Linked DNA regions of Sus scrofa: region 2 is linked to region 1. A link is a contact called in public Hi-C data. All regions are on one chromosome and are shown on one strand. The core of a region is the stretch at or near the end of the contact, and the rest is flanking DNA. Distances in the headings are between cores, read along the strand shown.

Region 1 (5,684 bases), core at 2,223-4,722:
CCTCTGAACTGTTACTGACCTGGCAGTCTATCTATAGGAGTCTCTGTTGGCTTCCCTCAGGTAAGTCTTGAAGGCTACCTGCTCTTTCTGCTGGCCTGCCAGTCTCAGGATAGTTGTGGTAAGGGTGGCAGGCATGATTCCAGGGGCAAAGGGCGGGAAATCATGGGGGATGCTGGCTACCCTGTAGGTAAGGTACCCGTAGAAATGTGTCTGGGCAAACTGTCCCTCTCTTTTTACAGCTTGAGAGACTACATGGCTTTCATGACATCAGGAAGGAAGAGATTTTCCTCTACCCTTCCATTTCTTCTGGCTGGTCGATAAATTGGCATAAGACAGATTAACAAGAGAAAATCAAAGAAAAGCGTAATAACATGTATACATGGGGGAGACCCAGGAAAACTGTAATTCATCAAAATGGCCGAAACCTTCACCTTAAATACCATCTTCAGCTAAAGGCAAAAGAGGATGTTGGGAGCAGTGGCTTGGGACTTTCAAAGGGGAAGAAGGCAATTCACATGGAGATGGACAAGCAAATGTTTGCTAGATACATGTTTGCTGGGCCCTGTAGAGACAGTGGGGCAGAGAGGGATTTTAACAGACTTTGCTAGGTTTCTTTTGCCTACCACACCTAGTTCATACTATAGTCATCCATAGTGAGAGCTCTTTGCTGGAATAGCTCCTCTATTCTTCTAGGCAGTGAGGGGGAAGGTCAAAGTTTCTTCTTAAGTCTTCTGAGCCTTGATTGTTTTCAGCTTGAAATAATCTGCCTGCCAGAGGGACATTTTGGGGTGACAGGTTTTGCTTCCCTACAACAAAAGGGCTAGGGACATTCTTTCCCGCCAGCTCTGGGGGCTTTGGCATGTTGAATTCCTTGTTGTCCACCATCACTTCTTCCTTAAAAAGTTTATTAGAGGAGTTCCTGTCATGGCTCAGTGGTTCACAAATCCAAGTAGGAACCATGAGGTTGTGGGTTCAATCCCTGGCCTTGCTCAGTGGGTTAAGGATCCAGCATTACCATGAGCTGTGGGTGTAGGTTGCAGACACGACTTGGATCCCGCGTTGCTGTGGCTCTGGCGTAGGCTGGCGGCTGCAGCTCCGATTGGACCCCTAGCCTGAGAGCCTCCATATGCCACAGGAGCAGCCCAGAAAAGGCAAAAAGACAAAAAAAAAATGTTTATTGGGGTTTCACTGTGGCTCAGCAGGGTAAGAACCCAGTATTGTCACTGCTGTGGCTCAGATTCCATCCCTGGCTGGGGAACTTCCACACTGTGCCGTGGCCATGGCCAAAAAGAAAAAAAAAAAAAGGAGTTTATAATTGGCAGTCCAATTCTTGGGCATCACCATCATCTGGGTCTGGGGCTGGAAGGCCAAGATAAACTATTAAATGTACTCTTTTATAATAAAAATTCAGACAGTCTGCATCTTAGGACCAGAAGGAACTTCTAGAGAAGGAGCCATTCCTTTCTTGTTCTCAATATACGGCTATTCCCAGGGATACTTACAAGGCTTAATTTCTTAGACAGGTTGAGGGAGTTCCTGTAGTGGCTTAGTCGTGTTAACAAACACGACTAAGATCCATGAGGATTCATGTTCAATCCCTGGCCTTGCTCAGTGGGTTAAGGATCCGATATTGCTGTGAGCTGTGGTGTAGTTCCCAGATGTGGCTCGTATCTGGTGTGGCTGTGGCTGTGGTGTAGGCCGGCAGCTGCAGCTCTTATTGGACCCCTAGTCTGGGAACCTCCATATGCTGTGGATTTGGCCCTAAAAAGACCAAAAAAAAAAAAAAAAATAGATTGAGGTCTTTGGGAAGAAGAAATCCTCTCTTCTTCTTTTCTGTTTTTTTTTTTTTTTTTTTTTTTTTTTTTTTAGTCACCATTGTGTTGACTAATTGCTGCAACTTCCAAAGGCTGTGGGACATGTTTTCAGTCTGCCAGATAAAACAGGACTTTAGGAGTTCCCGTCGTGGCGCAGTGGTTAACGAATCCGACTAGGAACCATGAGGTTGCGGGTTCGGTCCCTGCCCTTGCTCAGTGGGTTAACGATCCGGCGTTGCCGTGAGCTGTGGTGTAGGTTGCAGACGCGGCTCGGATCCTGCGTTGCTGTGGCTCTGGCGTAGGCCGGTGGCTACAGCTCCGATTCAACCCTAGCCTGGAACCTCCATATGCCGCGGAGCGGCCCAAGAAATAGCAACAACAACAACAACAACAAAAGACAAAAGACAAAAAAAAAAAAAAAAAAAAAAAAAAAAAAACAGGACTTTATAGCAAGATTTTCAGACCAAACAGGCTAAATCACTGACTTGCAAAAGAAAAGCACAAAATGCTTAATTTTTCATGGAAAATCTGGAGACATGCTGAAGAATGTGTCTCCATTTGGGAGAGAAAATGTAGATCTACCTCACTGCATTTTATATTCTTTGGAACTAGAGCCTCGAGTACTAAGTTTTTTTGGTTGTAGCAGGAATACCACAGGCTGCAGTCTAGAATACTTCGGCCTAGAACACTGGGTGCAAATGCCAATCCCCTATTCAGGGTAGGTAAGAGGCTTTACATAACTGTTACCTTAATTTGCTAAGTTAAAGAAACTCCTCGATTTGTTTTTTAGTTCCTTAATCCAGCTCTTTTGACTTTCTCCACGTACATTCGCTCTATCATCACTCAATAATTATTTGGGGCTTGTGTTATGGATCCAGCTGTTTAAGAAGAAGGACTAAGAAGAAAATTAGGCCAAATTTATTCATTGGGGTGATATTGAAATAGTTGATTTTAAGCACAAAGCTGAAATCAGGCACACAGAAAAATGTGCCAGGTGATTATGAAGTTTGCTTCTAAATTAAATATGGGTCTGCAGCAAGCTGCATCTCTTTTCAAAGTCAGCTCAGGGCCAGCTGGCAACCTCTGTAGTCCTTTGCAGTGTGGTAAATCCACTCAAGACCTCGAATTCAGCTGTATTCCTTCTTGATTCAGGTTAGGCTAGGATCCTTTTTTGAAAGTCATAAAAATAGGACAGCAGATTCAGTTGTCAACAGCAGCACTTGCAGTCATTCAGTTTTTGTTTATTTTTGTTTTGGGCTTTAAAAATATTTAAAAAAAAATATTTTAAGCCTTTATTAGAAAGTTGATTTCATATGATCTCCTGCTGGAGTAAGACTGCTACATTGAGGATGCTAAAAGCCTTGCTGCCAGGCCAGTTTTGAATATAGTCTAAACTGGGAAAGGAGCCTTCATTGGGATGGTGGCCAAGAAGTAGTCAGTTGTACATGTAGCTTAAAAAGGTCATTGGCTCACTTGCCAGAATGCTGGCAGCTTTAACATTTGCTACAAACTCCTCTCGTTAGTCCCTTGTTTTTGAATTTCTTTCCCACTGGGAAACCCAAGAATGTCTCCTGCCTGAGTGTACCATCCTCAGCTGATCTCTTCCCCTGAGATGTCAGGAATGGTGCCCTGCAGCATCGCCTGTGAGTCACAGATCAGGAGGCACGAAGCCTTCCAAGTTCTTTGCGTGTAGCCACCACCCTGCCTCTCTGTGACTCTGTTCACACCCTCGGAAGGTCATAGACAACATGCCTTGAAAAGCATCTGAGGTTTAGACCCACAAGTATTTGAACCAGAAAGGATCTCAGATAGTCTGTCCAAGATGGGAACTAACTGTCCTGGCTCACCTGGTACTGACCAGTTTAGTGGAACACAACTTGAGTGCTGAAGCTGGGACTCCTAGGGAAACTGGGATAGTGGGTCCCACTATGCTCAGCTGTTTTGCAGAGAAGAAACTGAGGCTCAGGAGGCTGACTTGCCCATGCTGACAGAATTAGTCAGGGGCAGATCTGGAATTAGAATCCAGGTCCATTGGCAGTGGAGTTCAGTGCTAATTCTATGCTGGTAGTTCCTTAAAGTCCCACAGTGCATTGCACATTTTAGGTGCTTCAGTGTCTGTTGCGGTTGTTTTTTGAGTTCAGGGGAAGTGGCTTTTCACAGAAACGATCATTCCTAATTAGCAGTGATCTCACTCAAGGTCTTCATGAATCAATAGTGAAATCAGGTCTCTACCCCTGGACTCTGAACAGAACAGTGAGTGAAGGGGGCGGAATTTAGTGAGCAATAAAAGAAGTGGTTAAGAAAACAGAAAGATTGTGCAAAGATATACAGACCTGTGTGTACAGGTTGGCTGAGCAACATTGCAGCAGGGGACACAGGGAGTAAACACCAAAGAGAAGGATGAATTATTTCCCTGTCTTCAGGGAAAGAGTGTGGCAATGACTATGTATGAAAACTGTATCACCTGACATTCATGTTTATCGGTTTTCCACGGACTTCGAAAGAATCTAACTCCCAGCAGTATTTGTCCTTCTAGGTCTGAGATCTGCCCTGTTTTTCCTACCAGTTTTCTCCCCCTGTAAACTGAGTTTTTAATAAAGTTGCGTAGATTACTAGGGATCATTAGTCTGTTATCCCTAGATCTTTACAATCACTTATCTAAACACTGCTGTATGCCATTCAATGCTATAGTCTTTTCACCTGCAGGAGTCAAGGGTGTCTTCTTTATGAGGGAACCGAGAAAGCATTAGGAATCTGACTGGCTGACAATTAGGACTAGAGAAGTGAGTATTGGAAACAAGGGTCCAGGAACAACATTATTTATGTGGCCCTCTTTAGCAATTCATTTTGTGGGATGGTGCTTGGCACTTGATTTCTTTTTTCTGGGATGGAGCCCAAGGAAGTAGTACGTTAAAAGGGAGCAGCATAAACAAAATGGAAGTGACTAAGGTGTTTTGACACTCATTAAGATGGGTGTTACTCTCAAAATGGAAACTAGGTGCCTACTTTTCTGTTCCACCACACCTTTTCCTGCTGGTGAGCAGAGACAGAGGTACCTGTTCTTCTGACTAATCCTTAAGAACACAGGTGAACAGAGGCAGAGCTGACCTACTTTGTAAATAGCTGTTATAGCATTAGTCAGCAAATTTGCTGCAGGCGGAGGTCATGTGGCCTCACAGCCACTCCGCTTTCAACTGAAGGCCACACTGGGAGCTGACCTTAGGGTAGTGCCTCTCAAAAAATGGACTTGTGACACCATCAGTAGCAAGACGCAAGATGACAGTGTTGGTTAAAAATGAGAATTATTGGACCATACCCCAGACATTCTGAATCAGATTTTTTCTTTCTTTTTTTTTTTTTTTTTTTTTTTTTTTTTGGTCTTTTTAGGGCCACACCCGCGGCATATGGAGGTTCCCAGGCTAGAGGTCCAATCAGAGCTGTAGCTGCCGGTCTACACCACAGTCACAGCAATGCAGGATCCCAGCCGAGTCTGCTACAGCTCACAGCGATGCCAGATCTTTAACACACTGAGGGAAGCCAGAGATTGAATCCGCAACATCTTGGTTACTAGTTGGGTTTGTTAACCAATAAGCCACGACAGGAACTCCAGATTTTCTCTTTATTTTCAAATAATATCTAAGATTTAGAACAGTTTTATTTATTTATTTATTTAGTCTTTTCTAGGGCTGCTCCTGTGGCATATGGAGGTTCCCAGGTCTAATCGGAGCTGTAGGTGCTGGCCTACGCCAGAGCCACAGCCAGGTGGGAACTGAGCCGAGTCTGCAACCTACACCACAGCTCACAGCAATGCCAGAGCCTTAACCCACTGAGCAAGGCCAGGGAATCAAACCCGCAACCTCATGGTTCCTC
Region 2 (5,752 bases), core at 1,381-3,880, 50 kb before region 1:
GTTTGTATTCTTTTGTTAATTTCAGGCCAATTTTTTTCATACAGAAATAACCAACCTTAAAGAAGTATTTGTATTTCCCAGTTCATAAAATATTCTGAAAATGGATCAATCACACACAAGGTTAAAATTAGTATTCCCTACTAATTCCTATTCATTCAACAAACATGTATTTGTGTCGTAACTATCATTACTGGAGTTAGTTCACCTACCAATTTTTATTTCTCAGAAAAATACAAATGCAAAACTGCAGAAACTTTTTAAAAGTTTTAAAACTCACTGAAGAAAATTCTACAGAAGCTAAAATCAGGAAATGGCTGAAAACATGTCATGTAGATGTCACTACAGCAACTCCAAAGGAAGATGATGAAGGGATGTACTTACGTTTCAAAACAACGATCCACGTTGTCAGACATCAAAAGCAGCATGCATAGCTGTTCAAGGGCTATTAGTTGCATGTCCCTTTCATCTCCCTGTCCCATCTGCAGCCATTCCAGCAATGTATCTGGATCCACATCTGCCATGGTTTTTTTTTTTTTAAAGGCTCTTTGCTTAAATTAAAAAAGTAAAAGCAAAAATTCCTCTAAATGTCCAGAAATGATCAGGGTGGGTTTAAATTTTTTTTTTCTTTTACACGGGCCAGAGCCAAATTTTCGTGGTGTCCTCCTGGAATTAGAAAAGACTCATAAGTGTGTGTGGATAGAGAGCTTAATGCAGTTTTTCAACTTTCCTTATTCCTCGGTTTAACTTCATATATCACACTAAATAAAAACCAGTTTTGAACAAGAATATAAGCTGATTAGGTTGCTGCTTAACTGGAAACCTGAGCCGTCTTTGTCAAAGACAGTTAAACAAGCTTCCTATCCCAGTACTGCTATCACTAATGTCTGTGCCAAAAGGCAAACAACACCTTACTATGAGTTCTTTTTTTTCAGCAAACGTCTTTCCCCTCCTCGACCCAAAACTGATCTTCGGATAAGGATGAGAATCAGTATTTTAAGGAGACTAAGAATTTTGATCTAATCCCTCTCCAAATTAAGTTTCTATTTTAAAATTACCTCCAATTTCATAAATTCTGCCGACTTCTCGATTTACTTACTGCTATTCTTACCATATCTAAATACAAATGATAGACACAAGATCTATCTAGGAATAAAAACTTGATTAGGAATTTTGGCTGTTTTGGCAACTGTTTTTAAAAGTTTTAAAAGAAATGCTAAAAGTAAGTACAATGGACTAACACATTACGGATCAGAATATAGGCTAATCTATGGTCCTCTTTCCCTGTCCCCATAGAGTGGGCAGTTGGTTAAAAACAACAACAGCGAAGGAAAAGCAACCACAACAGGCAAGTCATTACAAAAGCTCGTAAGTGCCGTGAAGGAGAGACGGCTTTGGGTCCCCTGCAACCCAGGTGCAGGTGTATAAACCCAGCGGCAGGTTCCAGTGGGCACCCAACGGCGGCCGTCAGCAGGGGTGACCCAACACCCTAGGCCCACTCGACCCCGCGCCGAGAGGCGCAGGCACCGCGCTCCGGTTTCCTGGCACCAAACCCGGCTAAGTTAGCTACCTGTGTCGAAAAGGAGGGGGAAGTTTTGGAGGAGGAGCAGCAAGCCTCTCTACCCTAGAGGAGGCCACCGAGGCGGGCTCGGAGATGGGTCTCCCGGGAGCGGCGCCCGGAACTCCGAGGCCCGGGGAGATGTCCCTGGCCCCGCCGGGCGGCGAAACCTTCTCAAGGACAAGGGGAGGGGGGGGGCTGCCGTAGGTTCCGGCTTGGACAAGCCGGGTCCCGCCCCGGGCAGAGCCAAGGCTGGGAAACAAAGGGGCTAAGAGGGTAAGTCAACAGCAGTGCCGCCGACCTTACCAGGGGCCGGGGTCTCGCTCCCAGCCCGCCGCCGGGCATCCCTCATCCCGGCACCAGGGCCGTTCCGACCGCCCAGGGAGTCCCCGCCTCCCCTTCCCTCAAGCTCTTACCCGGGCCTGTCCTCCCAAACCACTCCGGTCCAGCTCCAAGCAGGCCGCGGGCAGAGCCAGGCCCGGCCGCGGCCCTAGAGTTCCCAGGAAGCCGCAGGCCGCGCAGGTCGAGCCGGGCAAGCGGCACAGGAAAAGCCGCTCCTCGTCCCTCCCCTTCCTCCGCGGGGACCTGGTGACGGGGAAGCGAGAGGTTCCCCAGACCAGCGGCAGCCAGCGCACGTCCCGTCCCCGGCACGCGGCTCCTCCGGCCTTACAGCTCAGAGGCCCGCGCGGTGCTGCCGGCGGCGGCGGCGGGGGAGGCCGCGTCCATCGCGATCCGGGAGGGGGAAGGGAGGAGGGTCGGGGGAGAGCCGGGCGGGGAAGCTGCGGAGGGCAGCCGTGCGGCGCGGAGGCGGAGCAAATGGGCTCTACTGACTGCGACCTCGCCGGCCGCCACGTGGGGCGCTGCAGGTGCCGGTCGGCCAGTGGCGCAAGGGGCGCCAGCCCTGGGTGCCAGGCGGCGGGACGCGTCGCCGCCTCTCTCTGGTCTCTCTCGCACTCCGGGCCTCGGTCTCCCTCGGCCTTGTCAGCTGTCGCTTTACTATCGTACGCCCTGCACCTTCACTATGCTATCAATCGGAGCGCGCTCCCACCACCCCGCACGCGCGGCTGCACGTACGCTCAGCGTGTTTTGCACGGTGTGTACACACTTGGCGCGCTCCTGCTGACGGCACTCAGGCTGCACGTCAAACCTGCGGCCCAGGCTGTCTTTGCCTGGCGTCCTACCAGGGCGACCGTACCCGGCCAAGAACTGGTCACCCCTCCTCGAGCACCGAAAAGTGTCGCGGGAGGAGAAGCGCCTCCCTTCGGTCCTAGGAGGCAAACCGCCCGCAGTTCGTTGGAAAGAAAATCTTTCACAACTCCGGGGAAGTAAATATTGTCGAGTGTTCTCTCCATTGTACGGATGAGAGAACTGAGGCTCCCAAAAGCGTGAATTCAGGCCCAATGGCGTCCCCAGTAAGCAGCAGCACTGCGAGTGTGCTTTTGATTTTTTCCTGTGGGTTTTGGTCGCAAGAATGTCTGTAATTATTCCCTTCGGACGTTCTGTTTCACAGGCGTTGAAAACAAAATATATTTGCTTATGGTACGTACATGGAGATATTTAGGATATAATTAATTGGAAATGTGACTATAGCTTCCTTTTTTTAAAATCAAGAAATTAATGCCTTGGTTTGTGAGATAGGTAAACCCATGCCCAGACACCCACTGTACTCTCACTTTTTCATCTTTTAAACAAACATGAATATTATATGATAGTATTTGAGAAGCGTTCTTTTAAGCAGTTAGATTGGGTTCACCATATGCTTGAAGAACTAGTATTTTGGAAATTACAGATTTGCACTGAAGATATCTATAAGTACTTGTCCGACTGTGGCAGGTAAGTGTCCCTAGGTCTCCTGTTAACAGATGAAACTCAGAGAAAAGAGTAGAACATTCCAACTATCTTGTCAGAACTACAACACATGAGAATAATTATTTGTGAGCTATGAATGTGACTTAAGAGCTGCAGGAAAATCTTTAAGGAGGAGGTGGGTTCCTCTTGGACCTTGAAGAGTGGGTAGAATGTGAACACCACAAGGGAGGAGAAAGAATACAAGCAAACCCTATGTTCTGAGACACAGGAAGGAGGACCAGCACCTCAAGCAAAAAACCAGCATTAAGCAATGATAGAGAAGATAAGAGCTAAAGTGAGAAGGGTCTTATGTGGGATCCAGAATTTAGGGTGAGGTAACATGTTCTGGACTAGAACATTGACTGAAAAAGTTCTGGGCCTTAGATGTATAGGGCCAGAGTGTCCAGAATGGCTAAAAACCTAGACAAGGAGACTAACTGGGAGATTGCTAAAGTCCCCCAGTAGTGGAGGGAGGGAGGAAGAGCCCAAAGGGCCTAGTTTTTGGCGTTAAGAATGAAGAAGAGGAGTTCCCGTCGTGGCGCATTGGTTAACGAATCCGACTAGGAACCATGAGGTTGCGGGTTCGGTCCCTGCCCTTGCTCAGTGGGTTAAGGATCCGGCGTTGCCGTGAGCTGTGGTGTAGGTCGCAGACGCGGCTCGGATCCCGCGTTGCTGTGGCTCTGGCGTAGGCCGGAGACTACAGCTCCGATTGGACCCCTAGCCTGGGAACCTCCATATGCCGCGGGAGCGGCCCAAGAAATAGCAACAACAACAACAACAAAAAAAAAGACAAAAAAAAAAAAAAAAAAAAAAAAAAAAAAAAAAAAAAGAAGAATGAAGAAGAAATATATCTTTAAAATATTTTTTAAAGATATATCAGAATGTAAATGAATAACCTCAATTATTTTTATTGAAATATAGCTGATTTATAGTATGTTAGTTTCAGGTGTACAACATAATGATTTGGTTTTATATATATGTATTTTTTTTCAGATTCTTTTTCCTTATAGGTTATTACAGAATATTGAAGTGTTAGAAGAGTGGAAGGAGATTATGTATGCAAAGAACCTAGGCCAGTAGTTTTCAACCTTAGCTGCACATTAGAGTCACTTGGAGAACCTTTTTTTTTTTTTTTTTAATAGACTTTTTTTTTAAGAGTAGTTTAGGCTCACAGCAAAGTTAAGGCGAAAGTACAGAGAATACCCATATATCTCCTGTGCATGTACAAGCACAACTGTTAAAATCCCCTACCTGAGTAGTACATCTGTTACAATTAATGAGCCTTTGTTGACACATTATTGTCATTCAAAGTCATAGTTGACCTTAGAGTTCACTCTTAGAAATATACATTCTATGGATTTTGGCAAATGTATCATGAGACATACCTACTATCATAGTACCATACAGAATAGTTTCACTGCTCTAAAAATCACTTGTGCTCTACCTATTTATCCTTTCCTCTCCCTTAACCCTTGACAACCACTGATCTTTATATTGTGTCTATTGTCTTAACATTATTCAGAATGTTATAGATGAAACCATACAGTATGTAGTCTTTTCATGTTTCTTTCACTTAGTAATATGCATTTAAGTTTCTTTTGTGTCTTTTCATGACTTAATAGCTCATTTCTTTTTAGGGCTAAATAATAGTCTATCATCTAGATGTACCCCAGTTTATCCATCCACCTACTGAAGGACTTCTTGAATGTTGCCAAGTTTTCGCAATGAAAATAAAGCTACTATAAACATCCACGTGCAAGGTTTTACATGGACCTAAGTTTTCAACTCATTTGGGTAAATACCAAGGAGCAAAATTTCTGGATTTCATGGTAAGAATATGTTTGGGTTTTTTTTTCTTCTTTCAGTTTTATTGAGATGTAATTAATATACAGCACTGTGTAAGGTTAAGGTGTACGACGTAATTATTTGACTTACATATGTCATGAAATGATTTCCACAGTAGGTTTAGTGAACATCCAACATTTCATGTAGATACCACATTAAAGAAAAAAATTAACAAGTTATTTTTCCCTTGTGGTGAGAACTCTTAGGACTTTGTTAATTTTCATTTATAATGTTCAGTAGTGTTAGCTTTATGATGTTATCATGTACATCCCTAGTACATATTTTTCTTATAATTGGAAGTTTTGACTAACTTTTGACTACCTTCATCTAATTCTCCCTCCCTGCAAGAATATGTTTACTTTTGTAAGAAACTGCCAAACTGTTTTTCAAAGTAGCTGTACCGTATTTTCCATAAGCAGTGAATGAGGCTTCACATTGTTTCACATTCTCATCAGCATTTGGTGTTGTCAGTGTTTTGGGTTTTACCCATTCTAATATTCTAAT

The links. A called contact is a pair of places that touch in the nucleus more often than the background predicts.
Region 2: a contact with region 1 is called in a Hi-C map of liver, with 3 times the contacts expected there. The contact joins the promoter of HECTD1 here to the enhancer-like site in region 1. A contact is called at or near these places in 1 of 5 promoter capture datasets (liver), 7 of 47 Hi-C or Micro-C datasets (embryonic fibroblasts, heart right ventricle, liver and 1 more) and 2 of 2 datasets of contacts at active chromatin or transcription factors (alveolar macrophages and skeletal muscle).

The regions. Positions count from the first base shown.
Region 1 is chr7:68,265,514-68,271,197 of Sscrofa11.1, reverse strand. It overlaps LOC102165023 (a long non-coding RNA gene), which reads left to right. Exons shown (of 7, transcript XR_001297940.2): 3 at 1-60. Among named protein-coding and RNA genes, the nearest start is that of HECTD1, 50 kb to the left of the region's middle. Within about 2 kb of position 3,472, at least 13 of the 83 cell types and tissues checked have an H3K27ac peak or open chromatin away from gene starts, as enhancers often do. A contact at or near this core is called in liver and skeletal muscle, where this site is marked.
Region 2 is chr7:68,315,045-68,320,796 of Sscrofa11.1, reverse strand. It overlaps HECTD1 (E3 ubiquitin-protein ligase HECTD1), which reads right to left and starts at 2,630. Exons shown (of 41, transcript XM_021099884.1): 1 at 1,972-2,630; 2 at 382-663. The coding sequence starts at 521. It overlaps LOC110261745, which reads left to right and starts at 1,652. Exons shown (of 3, transcript XM_021100055.1): 1 at 1,652-1,705; 2 at 1,763-3,094; 3 at 5,041-5,233. The coding sequence starts at 1,652. The coding sequence ends at 2,884.